2 separate regions of the Bos taurus genome follow, and region 1 is linked to region 2. Evidence: chromatin contacts called from public Hi-C data. All regions are on one chromosome and are shown on one strand. The core of a region is the stretch at or near the end of the contact, and the rest is flanking DNA. Distances in the headings are between cores, read along the strand shown.

Evidence for each region. A called contact is a pair of places that touch in the nucleus more often than the background predicts.
Region 1: a Hi-C map of liver shows a contact between it and region 2, with 2.2 times the contacts expected there. The contact joins the promoter of LOC784866 here to the enhancer-like site in region 2. A contact is called at or near these places in 2 of 11 Hi-C or Micro-C datasets (liver and skeletal muscle).

The regions. Positions count from the first base shown.
Region 1 is chr9:38,925,859-38,932,615 of ARS-UCD2.0, forward strand. It overlaps LOC784866 (gametogenetin), which reads right to left and starts at 4,584. Exons shown (of 6, transcript XR_009495904.1): 1 at 3,990-4,584; 2 at 3,759-3,860. REV3L (REV3 like, DNA directed polymerase zeta catalytic subunit) reads left to right here and starts at 4,583. Exons shown (of 32, transcript NM_001206172.2): 1 at 4,583-4,721. The coding sequence starts at 4,583.
Region 2 is chr9:38,773,542-38,780,846 of ARS-UCD2.0, forward strand. It overlaps FYN (FYN proto-oncogene, Src family tyrosine kinase), which reads left to right. Exons shown (of 13, transcript NM_001077972.1): 13 at 6,751-7,305. The coding sequence ends at 6,959. Among named protein-coding and RNA genes, the nearest start is that of TRAF3IP2, 43 kb to the right of the region's middle. Within about 2 kb of position 1,425, at least 25 of the 102 cell types and tissues checked have an H3K27ac peak or open chromatin away from gene starts, as enhancers often do. A contact at or near this core is called in liver and skeletal muscle, where this site is marked.

The sequences.
Region 1 (6,757 bases), core at 3,334-5,833, 160 kb after region 2:
AGAAGGGAAAGAAAAACAGCTGAGATGATTGTATGCTGTATTTACACTGCTCTGAAAAGCACAAAATACATGCTTGTGGGATGTACAAACTACAAAATATGAACTGTGTAATTTTGGTGATTTTGTGTATGAGTTAAATGCTCTTATATTTGCATCTATAAATGGCACTGCACAATTAAAGATAAATGATAAAATTCATCCTAATAATCTAAAATTCTAATTTTTATATACTCAGAATGTCATTAAAACACAAATTAAAAAAACAGCACGACAAGTTGAGGGAGAGATGACAAAAGAAAGAAAAAGCCTTATATTTTCAGTACATGTAATGGCAATTTTTTTCCTGCTTTGTGAACAGGGGCCCTACATTTTTCATTTTGCTCTGGGCTCAAAAAACTGTGTAGCTGACTGTGACTGAGCTAGTTTAAGCAGCAAGGGATTAAAGGATAGTACTTAGCTCATAGATCTCTGAGAGGACCAAACAATACATCGCTAGAAACAACATCCAGAAAAAAACCACCCCAGGAAGAACATTCATCCCACATCACATTGCTATTCTAGCAGAAACCCACCGTAGCACCACTTGCCACAGCACCTATGACTCCCAAAACGGATGCCAGAATTCCTCCCCAGCTACTCAGAAGAATCAGACACCTCTGCCATGGTGTTTGCCAGAAAATCCCATTGCCCTGAGTGCAGCTGAGGCATTGTGTTGCTCATTTTCAGTTCTATGTCTTGAATGGGCGCATTTGATTGCTGGAAACTAGGTCGCATGGAGTGAAAGGCCAAAGCTAGCTGGTAATTGTCAGCTTCTTCTCCAACTAACTCCCCATTCAGTGAAACCACTTTGATAGATTGGGAGTATTCACACAATGAAAATTGGTCAGTACTAGAAATCAGGGTCTTTCCCCTCCTCCAGCCATCCTTAATGACTTACCAGCACACCACTTATCCATGCCAGTACTCTAGTTGCAAGGCAGTGTTGAAACAGTATTTTACAATTTTCTAACTTCTAAAGTACAGAAAAGCAAGCTAGAAGGGGGTTGGATAAGTGTTGAGTAAGCCATCTTATAATATCTGCCAAAAAATTATGGTATCCATTGCTTTCTGTTCTAGATTATAAATTGCTAAGAGGCAGATGCTAATAGACATTGAACAGTATTAGTATAGAAGGCTGAGCAGGCTTTTACTAAAGGCATGACATGATGAGCATAGGTCAGTGAACTAGAAGAGATGATCAAATGTTCATTGATATGACTGTAATACATTTCTGTGATGCTAGACTATAAAACCTCTAAGAGCAGGAAACATGTCTGCTTTCTCACTATATCTCAAATCATTTGGCAAATAGTCACTTAACAGTAACAACTAAAAAAGATGCTTTACAGTTATTGAGTATAGAGTTCAATTTCGGCATTTCTCATATTGTATGTAGGTAAGAGTTCCAAATGATTTTACTGTTTTCAGATGAGTTAAATATCTGGACGTCAAAGTTCATTTTGATACTTTCACATACATTATGTCATATAATATCCCATAAAAGTTCAAACAGGAATTATTCTCCATTTCATAGATGAGGAAAGAACCCCCCCAAAACAGTTATCTTTCCAAACTCATTTACCTAGTAAATGATGGTTTTTCATTCTCTAACTCAAGAGTCCAGAGCTCTTTCTTACCTCTGAAGAATATATTTATAAAACACATTTGACAGTGATTAATTAGGGAAGTATTGTCAGGCTTTCAATCTGACCATTAATTTAATTACATGCAACTGGACACAATATCCTAATTTCATGCTGCAAATATTTTTCTTCAAGAGTGAACATTCCTTCCTTGGAGTTCTAGAAGGATCTGAATGGTGGTTGCAATTGCCTTTTCTTAAAGTAAATGATGTTGATTTAAGAGGTAGGAGGAAAGAAAACATTTTCTAGAAATAGCTTATCTGTGAACTTGATGGTTGCTAATTGTTTAGTCACTAAATTGTGTTCAACTCTTGTGACCCATGGACTGTAGCCCACCAGGCTCCTCTGTCAATGGGATTTCCCAGGCAAGAACACTTTTACCTTTTTCTAGTTAGGAATAGTATAAATATTTATGGATTTACTAGATTGTAATATAGTACAGGCATTCATGATTTTATATTACCGAAGAACCACAACAGTGGTGGGTGGAGTTGCTAACAATACAGATTTCCAGGTCCCATCCCTCAAAAATGTGATTTAGTAAGGGCCAAGCTATTAAATCTTTTTTCAAAATATTAAAGAACACTCTAGTGGCATAGAATACTGTGAGAATCACTGGTACTGTGCATCTGATATTCAGTTTGTACAAGATATTTTTCCAGAAATTGCATTTTGTATGGTAGTCCTTTTTAAAAATCACTTCCATTGCCTTCTAAAACTTAAATCAACTTAAGAGATTTTGCCTCTTAAAATACTAGGTAATTTTCTGGATATTAGTAGAAATCTTGCAAGATATGTTTATAATCATGCTCTGAGGTTGAAAACGCAGGCTAATTTCATGTGGTAATCAGTCTCCAATTCCCTGGAGCACAGATTCTTATTAGCATTGTATGTCATGGAATTTACAGACAGCTTACCAGTGCTCTGTCCCTTTGAGCTTTCTGGTTTTCCTACTTTGAGAACCACAGTATTTCCAAACGAGGATCTCTCTCACAACACTTCAAATATATAGCAACCTATTAACCATTAAAATACACCTGGAAATACATGTGTGAAAGAATGATCTCTAATTTGGATAGACTGAAAATGACTGTCAAAAGTCCTAATTCAGTGGTATATTTCAAACTTGAAACCACGGTTTTTGCCGTCTACTGCTTAAATAATTTTGCTGGGAAGAAACTTATAAAATTTTAAGGGAAAACTCTCGTTTCACAGATGAGCAAACTGAGGCCCCGAAAAAAACCCAATTTGTCCAAGGTCACGCCCAGTGTTAGTGACCAAGTCAGACAAAAACCTAACGGTTCCAATATCATGGACAACCCAGCTGCATCGCTTACTACCCTCTTTTCCCCCCTCGCTTTCACAACCGCACCCCTCCTTTTTGGATTTAGTTGTTCTGTCTAACGGTCCTTCCCTTTTGCTTTCTGGCCTTAGGCTAGTAAACCCTCACACAAACCATTAATGAGTAACACTGGGAGTCCACATCTGATGCGGTGACTTTCATGGGCCTTTTTCTTTGGCCAAAAATTTCGCTGAAGGGCTCTTAATCCTATATTCCGCTGGGGAAGGGAGGGGAGGAGGGAGGTCACTGGGAACTGACAAGTCCTTACATGTCCAGGCGCGCGCCCGGGACGCAGCCTGCGGGCCCCGGGACGAAACCAAGGAAGGATATATATACTACGGCGAGAGGGAAGCAAAGGGGCGGGAGAAAAACACCGCTGTGGGAAATCCCTGTGCACTGGATCTGCCAACCCCTGGCAAAGATGAGCAGAGCCGAGCATGAATAAATCTCATTAAGCGGCCGGGTGCAGACACTGCAGAGCGGCGGCGGAGGAGGAGGGGGCCCGGCGTCTCGCACGTTCGGGAGGGAACGGCGGGGCGGCCCTTTTATAGGCCGAAGCCCGCGCTCGCGCGCCCCCGCCCCTCGCGCCGCCCCTGGGCCACGCGCGAGGCCGAGGCGTTACCTGAGAAGGGCCGGCTGGGTCCGCCGCCCCCGCCTCCCGCGAGGCCGCGGCGGCACGAGATCTGCGCCTCGCCTTCCCCCCCCGCCCCGCTCCTGCGGGCGGGTTTTCTTACCTTGTAAAAGGCCGTTTCCGCGGCTGCCCCCGCCTTCTCTGCAGGATGTGAAATGGCGGTCGGCGAGGCGAGCGCGATCGCCGCGGCTCCGGCCAATCCCGCCTAGCCGCCAAAAAACGACCCTGAACACTGGCGTCCCCCTCCCCGCCGGGCCCTCCGAGCCCATCTATGACATCGGTGCTCCGCCGCCCCCTCCCTCCGCTGCCCCTCACCCCAGGTGGCCGTGCCCACCGGCCGAGTCATCGACTCCCCGTGCCCAGCGCGGGCCCGGCTCTCCTGCAGCCTCCGCCCTCGCGGCGTGCCCGGGGGCGGGGGGAGAAAACACCTTCTCGGCCCCCCGCGTGGGTGTCCCGCTCGGGTGCCCGCCCCGCTCCCTCCCTTTCCCGCCGTGTCCCCTCCCCCAACTACTCTTGGCCCTCCCTTCGCCCCACACGCTCACACACACACAACCCCTTCTCCCCTCCCCCAGTGGTTGCGTCCGTGACATCATCATCATGGCAACAAGAGCTGCAGCCGGGGACCGAGGAGCCCGTGTAATTCCCGGCGGCGGCGGCAGTGGCGGTAGCACCAGCAGCAGCACCGACGAAAGCGCGAGGGCTTCTCCCCTGTCGCCCTTCGCCGGGTGCTCCTGAGGAGGCGGCGGCAGCAGTGCCCACGCCGCCCCGCCCGCCGCCGCGGCTCGCCGTGTCTGAGTGTGAGGGGAGGGGGCGCCGCCGCCGCCGCCGCCGCCGCTGCTGTGGGGCCGCCGCTGCGGAAGGAACCGCCGCTGCTGCTGCCGTTGCCAGGTCGCTAGTGAAGAGGAGGCGGCGGCGGCGGCGGCAAACATGTTTTCAGTGAGGATAGTGACTGCCGACTACTACATGGCCAGCCCGCTGCAGGGGCTGGATATCTGCCAATCCCCCCTCACCCAGGCCCCTGTCAAGAAGGTGCCGGTGGTGCGAATCTTCGGAGCGACCCCGGCAGGTAAGCGGGCGCGGGGAGCGGGCGGGAGCGGCGGGCGCCCGGGCAGCTCTCCCCGCCGCGCGCACGCCGCCGGCGCCGGCCCTCTCGGCTGATCGCTGCTGCGTCTTCCCTCCCCTTCGCCCTCCTTGCCTTTTCCTCCCGAGCATGACAAGAGGCGCAAAAATGTGGGTCTGCGCGAGCGTTCCGCCCCCTCCTCCCCCCATCCAACCCCAGGCGGGGAGGCGGCGGGCGCCGAGTGTTTACACTGCGTGCAGCGGTCGGGAGCCGGGTCCGCACACTCGGGGTCGCGCGGGCAGGCGGAGCGGGCGTCGCTCTCGCCCCGGAGGACTGGGTCAGGTGGCCGCGCCATGTCTTCCGTGAGCGGGCGCGCAGGGCAACTCTCTGAGGTGGTTGACTGGTGGGACCTCGGACACCCTCTGCGTCTCCCAAGTGCCCCTTGATGGAAACGGCTTGAGGAGTAGGGAAGTGTCAGCTCTGTTGTCAGTCGCTCCTCGTCGCCTCTTCTTAGCAGCGCTCTCCTCTGCCCCTTCTGGAGATGCTGTGGGCTGAAGAGTGGCGCCTGGGGCCAGATAATCTTTCTCATTGAAGTGACCATGTGGTTCTGCTGTGAGGGCAGGTCGTAACTCCTTAGAGTTTCAGGTAAAGCCTAGGAGTCTGGGGGCAGGGCTGCGCCCCCAGGTGCGTTGCTTTCAGGGAAGTGTGTATCCGCGGAAGTAGGAAATGCATGTTTATGTCGCCCAGTGTAAAACATCCCACTGAATAGCGTCAATTTCATAAGAACCACAGCTAAGCCCAGCAACGCAAGCATTAAAGAAATGTCCCTATGCTGGGTTGTAGGATTGCATTTTAAATACACGTACGTTTAAGACAATACGCTTTTTAATAGGTTGTTTTGTTTTCAAAAACTATTTCAAACAAGTGGGGTGGGGAGACAGAAGCTACGTTCTCAGAAGCTCTTGGGAATTTATGATAGTGTAAGTAGGATAGCGGCCAGATTTGCAAGGTTTTAAATTGTTTTGCTTTTCTACACGCTTTGAACTGCCTATGTGAAATAATGGAGCTGCCTCCTAGAAAGAGATGCTCTCTAGCTATGTACTGCCCTATGGGATTTTAGATAGCATTTCCCACTTGATGCTCCTTGCCCTAATCACCATTCATCTTATTACTACAGTCAGTTTTCCTGTGGGCTATCAAGATAATAGCACTTTCCAAACTCAAGCACTCATTCTAAGCAGTTATCTTTTAATGTGAATTCTCGTCGTTAAAAATTTCAGTGTTGTTAGTGAGATTTGATAGAATGATATTTGATGTTTCTTTTTAAAATAGTGACAAAGCTTTTGATTATATGGAGTTTTTAAGTTGGGGCATTTGAATGCTGTTAACCATTTGTTGAAAGTGTAACACCTGAAACTTAGAGGCTGGAGAATAGAGGCAATAAAATGTTTTAAAGGATAGATTTTCTGCCCTTTTAAGTATAGTGGTGCTGTATTTATTTCTAATTGGAATTTCAGTGTAATATACTGTTGTTGTTTTTTTCACTTCAGGTACAGAGGAAAAATAAGATTGTGATGTTGATATAACTCTGTTCAGCCACATTTTGAAATTATCAGGGGACGTGATAATACTGTGGCATATACTGGGTATTACAATTTATATGGTTTGGGTTACTTTTCTACATGTAATTTTTTTTTCTACACTAATGATTAAATATGTATCTTTGAGTGATTTGCAAGCTTTGTTTTATAGGCAAGTTTTGTTTGTGGAAAAAAAATTTCACTGTGAGCTAGTACTAATTTTATTATATGAAAAAAATTCTTAAAAAAATAAAGAATATGGTATACTTTTGTTTCTCAGTATTAAAAAAAGACGAAAGAAATACTTATTTCTTTCCTCTTGGCCATCTTACAATAGATTACCAGCATCACTCCCCCTTTAAAAAAAAAAAACTGGATTTTAGAAAATACACCTTGAAATGTATAATGTAAATCAGAGTTTTTTGGTATACACATTGAACGATACAAAACTTGATACAGAGA
Region 2 (7,305 bases), core at 175-2,674:
CCCTTGTCTGTGTGTCTCTGTTTCCCAGTAGCTCTGAACCCTGAGAAGGGGGCTCCTTTAGTAGACTCTCAGTAAGTCTTAAGCACATACACGGAAGAATGGGTGGAGGGATAAAGGGCTGGATGGATGGATGGGTGGGCAGAGGGGAAAAAATGATTAGCCCAAGAGGCTTTTAAAATAAGACTTTGCCCATAGCCTGCAAAACCTTTCAACTCTATTTCATCATCTCCAAACATAAATAAGGCGTGTTTTTCCCAGCCGCAGAGTAGCCTCTGTCCTCAAAGTTGTTCTGGGAAATTGACCCCGTGGTCAGTTCAAACACCACGTCCCAGCATCATTCTAAGCAGAATGTCCTGGCTGTTCTGGGCCCTGGCTCTCCACTGAACACCTGCTTTGGGAATTTGGCAGGATCTGGCAAAGCAGGAACATTCTCTTAAGCATATCACATTTATTTATGCATTTGCAGTGCTTTCAACTCTTCTAACAACTGACAGCTGCCTGACTTTCGTGACTGCATCTAGTCATTTGATAATGACTTGAAGAGGGAGATAAATTAGTGAATGTATAGCACTTTCCTTGAAGAATTGCAAGTCTCCACCTTCATCGTCCCTCTGCCCCACTCAGATGCCTTCCAACAGAGCCTGAGCTGTAGACCTAAATTCCTTTGTGTTCAGCAGCCCATCATCGTCACCCTTATCCCCACTGGGCCCAGCCTGATACTGGGGGCAGGTTTCTCCTGGGGGAGGAAGAGGTCGGGACTCTCCATCCAGGAAAAAGGGAATTGGGATGAAACTTCAAATCTCAGCCTAGGGTGCTTAGTCTTCTGCCTTCCGTGCTCCCATCCACGGTCCTCAGGCTTTTCTGTTTTGGCTCCTGTTGTTCCCGCCAGAGGAGTCCTGCCTGGAATGCCCAGGAGTCTTGTTACCTCCCCCGACAAGGTTTCTCTTGGCCCACGTGGCTGGTGGAGGAGAGAGCAGACAGGGAGGGGCTCTCTGCTCCCCAGTCCTACCCCCTGCTGCTCCTGTGTACCCCTGTGGATTTCTGTGGCCTGCCCTCACCCTCACCCTCTCTGTCACTTTTTCACTGTTACTGGGACAAAGGAGCTGTTCATGATACTGGATTATCAACTTTAACTTTTGTGTGTTATGGCACCTGAGTAGCTGTCATTTCTGTGTTTATTAATAGAGTGGGCTTCATAAAAACAGGTGTCCTAAGCTTATCTGGTTAAGATGCAGAAAGAGAAACAAGAGTCATCGTTGTGCCGCCTCAAGGTCACTCCTTTATTTTCAGCTCTCCTCTTTGAGCAACATCTATCTGCCCGGAGTCTGTACTTTGATCTCATAACCAAAACCGAACTTGATGTGTCCCAGTTGTAGCCCAGTAAGATAACTAGAGCACATGGGCATCTGATAGCACGCGCTCGTGCTGAGCAAGCACCATTAATGGCACCCTCCTTCCTTCCGCCCTCCCTGCACTCCCAGCACCGCTCAGCAGACAAGTAAACAGAAGGGCTTTTTACAGGGTTTGTGTAGAGAAGCCAGGGGGAGCCTCTGACAAAAAGCCTGATGCACAATAGCTTCTAATTTCCTTTCAACAGAAAGCTCGGTTTGCAGAAGTAAGCTGCGTGTCTGAGAACCTGAGCATCATTCCCATTGTCAAAGGGCCTAATTATTCACATGGCACAAAAATCTTGCAACCCCTAGTCCAATCCAGATACAAACCTGGATGGTAAACAGCAAGAATCCCCACTTGTATAGCCACAGCCCCTGGAAGATCCGTATTAGGAAACTGAAATGGTGAGCTGTCAAGCCCAATACCCTCCGTTCATAGAAGACACTTCAGTGAGCTGAAAGCACAGTGAATATGGAGATATTCCACTGACAAAGAGAAACTGAGGCAGGGGAAGTCAATCACCTGCTGAGACACAGAGTTGAAAGAGTAAAGTGGCTCCGCAATGAAAATGGTTTTCTTAACTGTGAAAGTCGCTCAGTCATGCAGTCCATGGAATCCTCCAGGCCAGAATACTGGAGTGGGTAGACTGTTACTTCTTCCCTGGAGATCAAAAAAAAAAAGCAAGGAGACACCACTGAGTTAATATCTAGCTTAAGGAAGAGGCACAGGAAAGTGTAAAATAAAAGGAGGGAGGAGAAAAAGGAGCGAAGGGATGGAAAATACGCACACGTGAAAGCAGAGACTGTTGGCAGCCATACATAGTAAGGGTTGGAAAGTGAGAGCTGGAAACTTGACCTTAATTCAGGAACCTAGAGGCAGCCAGCAGCATGATTTGGAAGGATAATACGGTCATAATGGCAGGAAGTGAATTCAGTCCACTTGGCCAGAGAATCTCAGCTGCAGGGTTTGGGGCAGACCCACTGGAAATGAGGCTACCAGTGACCATGTTTGAGAGCCTGAGATGCAGGGTGACAGGAGGCCCCCATGGAAGGTGCAGGAAGAGGTATCTGAAAGTAAACCCCGGCACAGCAGACTACACAGGTGTTCTGTGAACTGAGTCCCACTGGGCTATGTGCCCTGTGAGAGTGACCTGTGGAAATGGTCCATTTTCCTGACTGACCACAAGGAGAGCAGAAAGGTAAGGAACCACTGAGGTGGGGGCAGAGGAGGACAGGCTGGAGTGAAAACAGCCAGTGTGTCTGCTTGCTGGTCACCAAGCCCTGTGCCCCTTCTCTGACGTGGAGGTTGGGATCCAGGCAACATGCCTTCGGGAGCTTTGTTACCATGACATGGTTGGATGCCACAGGCTGACATAGAGCACCCTCCTGTTGAAAAACACTCTCTATTGTAGCTTCCACTAAGAACTGTTGTTGACAAAGTTACAAAACATACAACCATGTTTTAAAGTTTCTGCCTCTTCAGTTTCTCCCCTAAGAAGGAAAATAATAAGCAGAACATTCCCAGGCAGCCTCCTCCCCAACCCCCACCCGCTTCCTCAATTGGAACTAAGATACAAAGATTCTTCCCTTTGCCCACATCCCTCAGGACTCCGCTGGCCTCCCTAAACTCAATGTTGTGTGTGTTCCCTTCCCAGTCCCTGGCCCTCACCTTCCCTGGTGGCTCAGATGGTAAAGAATCTGCCTGTAATCCAGGATACCTGGGTTTGATCCCTGTATCAGGAAGATCCCCTGGAGAAGAGAATGGCTACCCACTCCAGTGTTCTTGCCTGGAGAATTCCATGGACAGAGGAGCCTGGTGGGCTACAGACCATGGGGTCGCAAAGAGTCAGACATGACTAAAGCAACTAACACTTTCACTTTTCTTTTTTTTTTTTCCACTTTTCTTTTCACTTTCAAAAAGAGCTCATGAAATAGTAGTATGAAGAGGAAAATCCATTTTTACTAAAAAGCAATTCTTACACGTGATTTTTCAAAGTTCTTATAGCCAAGAATACTCTTTTTTGAAAAAAATATGAACACAGCCCACTTACTTGGGCTATTGTTTGTGAAGTGAAAAGTGACCCAAGCCTTGCTGAGCAAGCATCTCTTGGTTGTGCAGTTCCCACTGCCAGGAACCATCATGAAGGAGCTGGGTCCACTTCTGGCCTATGGATGCCCGGAAAAGATCCAGTCCCATTCAGACTGTCATTGTCAGCCAAGTGCATTGTCTTATATCCCACTTTTCTGGCAAAACTGATGTTGGTATGTTTCTTGTTAGCCTGGTGCGTCGAATTGGTTTTGTGTGCTCTTCATGCTGGGAGAACCTGGGGAGTGGCATGAGAGCGGGGAGAGGAGAAACAAGAAGAGGATGTGGGCAGAAAGGAGGTGGAAGGCATGGGGAGGAGCTGCCGGCGAGGCCAGCTGGTGATACCACGAGGGCCAAGGCCCAGCTCCATCCCTGGTCCCAGCTGCCCTGGGGAGCAGGCTGCCTCCCTAAAATGCTACATGTTGAGGGTCGAGCTGTGTCCCTGACTCAGGCAGAGCACTGGAAAAACAGGCTTGACTCAAGTGGCCAATTAAACTTTCCATTGGTGAAGACTGGATCAAGACTTAAAAAAAAAAAAATACATGAAATCTTTCCATTTGAGTAGTTTGTTTTTTAATGACAAGAATCCTGTAATGACATAAGGGCTGCAGAGCAATAGGAGAATGATTAGCTAAGCTCTGTGGTGTGGTTTTGGATGATCCCAGTGCCAGAATGAAGCATTAGGAGGAGGCATTTGGGTTTGGCGGGGGGTGTAACCACCTCCAACAGGGCCTGTCGGACCTTCTGAGGCTCAGACCGCCCACCTGTCTCTCCTCCAGTTCTCACAGACTCCTGGCAGGGTCAGGGTCAAGGGGGACTTCTGCAGGTTCAGGCATGTGTCTTCTGAGATGTTAAGAAACCAAGGACTGCACTGAAATACAAAGCACACACTTTGGAGGAAGCCAGTCCTGGTACGGGCTCATGCTCTCTTCCTAACCTTTCTGGGCTCCTAGAATGTGGTGGTTGCTGTCCACTCGTGCCAGAGCTTCACAGCCAAAACCCTTGGGACTGGACAGCCTTCACAGTCAGATTTGGTTTTCTTTTTCAAAGTCCATATAGTGCTTAGACCATAATTTGTATAACACCTTAGGAGGGTCTTGGGCTGCACTCTGTGTTCGGATACATCCTTAATTCTTCTAATATGTATAAATGAAGAAAAACAGTCTAGCGCCTCATACCAGGTCAGGTTTTATGGCCAAATAAGGTGAGTTCAGATCAGTTTGCTGCCAGGGAGGTTCCCAGAACTTGTGCTTTGCAGAGCTTGTTGTATTGGGGGTTGTGGATGAGGAAATGCTGGCCCTTGTCCCTTGCCCTGTTTGTCCAGAGCCCTGCGGGACACTCCAGTGGCAACCTCAGCATCTCCCCTTGCTTCCAACCGCCCCCCCGCCCCACCCTGACTTATCAAAATGAGTTTTCAGTGGTTGGAAGAGGACGTAAGGTAATTAACTACAGAGCTGACCAGTCATCCAACTGAAGAGAGCCCCTGTGAAGTCAGGCATGGTGTGGAAGAAGGGAACCCAGATTCAACTATTGAGCCTTTCTCACTAAAATAAGGGTCACCACCAAAATATGAGCAGAGTTATGTTAGAAAATTAAACTGAAGGCCTACTTCAACACAGCAGGAATAATACACAGATTTTATCACCTCAGTGAATTACAGTGGCAGAGAATAAGAAAGCATCCTGAAAGGGTTTGGATAAGCATGTGACTGACAGGGCTGTGGTTGACAGTCACGGGAGCTGGAATCAGCCCAGCTCCAAAAACAACAACAAAGAGAACTGGCAACAGATCGCAGAATCTGAGCGATTCTGGGGGACAGGGGGACAGGGTCGTGACCTGGCCCTGCTGCTCTGGCTGGGTGGTTCTGCTCAGCGGGTTGCCGTCTCCTCCAGAAGTCGCAAAATGTACACACTGTGTCCTGCTGATCGGAGCCCTGAGAGCCAGGGGAAGAATTCCAGGTTTCTGAATGGCTGAAACTCGGGTTTTTGCTTTTATAAATTAACTGGGTCAGAGGTTGGAGAGGATTCCAGATTATAGGCTCAGGGCCAAGGAGTAGCCAAAACATACAAGGGCTTGGCAGGCGATGGCAGAACACGATACGGCAGAAAAGGGAAGCAAACCAGAGAAGAGAGCCTGGCAGTGATTGAGAAAGGGGTCAGGGCATTCAGCTCCCCCGTCCACCCCTCATGTGGTATTTCCTGTTCTGTTGAGAAGGCCAGCGTGCAGGAAGGCTGCACTCTCCAGAGGGCTGGCAGTCTCCCAGAACGTCTCCTGTTAGCTCCAGGCATCCCGAAGTCTCTGTATCAGGCAGCTCCCCCAGAGGGTCACAGAGGTCTCAGTGATTGATGGCCTGTCTGAGGTCATCAGTAAACAGTGCCCTGTCTCCCTGTCAGAGTCATCTTAACCCAGGGCACCTGGGGGTCACTGGGCTGGACAGAGCCCAGAGTGATGGCGTGATGTCGGATCTCGAATGGCCAAACACTGAGAGTTTGTCCAGGCGCGAGGACAGCCAATTTATGAAGTACATCAACAGAGCTTATAGGTCCTGTGAACAAAGGACAGTTTAGTTTTCATTCCCTGGATTTGTTTTTATCTGCTTCATTCATACTTTTGTCAGCATAATTGATGTATAATTTACATACAATAGAATTCTACAGTTTTAAGAATTCAGTGAGTTTTGACAAACATAAACAGTCACACCTCCATACTCAGGGTATAGAACATGGATTGGCAGCCTACAGCTCCTAGGCCAGATCTGGCTCCCACTCTGTCTTTGTTTTCTGCATTTTCAGAGTTGTAGAAAAATAAATAAAATGAAGGATATGCGGCGGAGATAGTATGCAACCTAAAATCTTTACTGCCTGGCCTTTACAGGGAGGGTTTGCTGATACAGAACGTTTCCCTCACCCTTGTGTTCCCTGCGGCCTCTTTGCAGGATTGCCCTCCCCGTCACCCCTGGCAACCACTGATCTGCTTTCTATCACTATAGTTTTTGCCTTTTCTAGAATTTCATATAAATGAAATCATGCAGTACGTCGCCTTTTGTGTCTGGCTTCTTTCACTTCTAATGCTTTTGAGATTCACCCTCCAGGGCTTCACGTGTGTCAGTAGGGGAGTCCTTTTTTATTTCTGAGTGGTGAGATAGCCCATTGAAGACAGGATTCGCCTCTGGGTGAGGTGGGAGCACTCAACATGTTTTAACCACCTGTAGGCTCCAAGGAGAAGAAAGAGAAGACGCGGGGGCGCCCGCTCTCATGGCCCTTGTCTTTGCAGGCATGAACAACCGGGAGGTGCTGGAGCAGGTGGAGCGCGGTTACAGGATGCCCTGTCCACAGGACTGCCCCATCTCCCTCCACGAGCTCATGATACACTGCTGGAAAAAGGACCCCGAAGAGCGGCCCACTTTCGAGTACCTGCAGGGCTTCCTGGAAGACTACTTCACCGCAACAGAGCCTCAGTATCAACCCGGGGAAAACCTGTAAGACCTGGGTCTGCAGAGAGAGGCCTGGTCCCAGAGGCTTCCCCGCCCCCTCCCCATTAGCTTTCAATTCCATAGCCAGCTGCTCCAAGCAGAGCAGCCAGAACCGTCCAGGATCAGATTGCATGTGACTCTGAAGCTGACGAACTTCCATGGCCCTCATTCATGACACTTGTCCCCAAATCCGAACCTCCTCTGTGAAGCATTCGAGACAGAACCTTGTTATTTCTCAGACTTTGGAAATGCATTGTATCGATGTTATGTAAAAGGCCAAACCTCTGTTCAGTGTAAATAGTTACTCCAGTGCCAACGATCCTAGTGCTTTCCTTTTTTTAAAATGCAAATCCTAT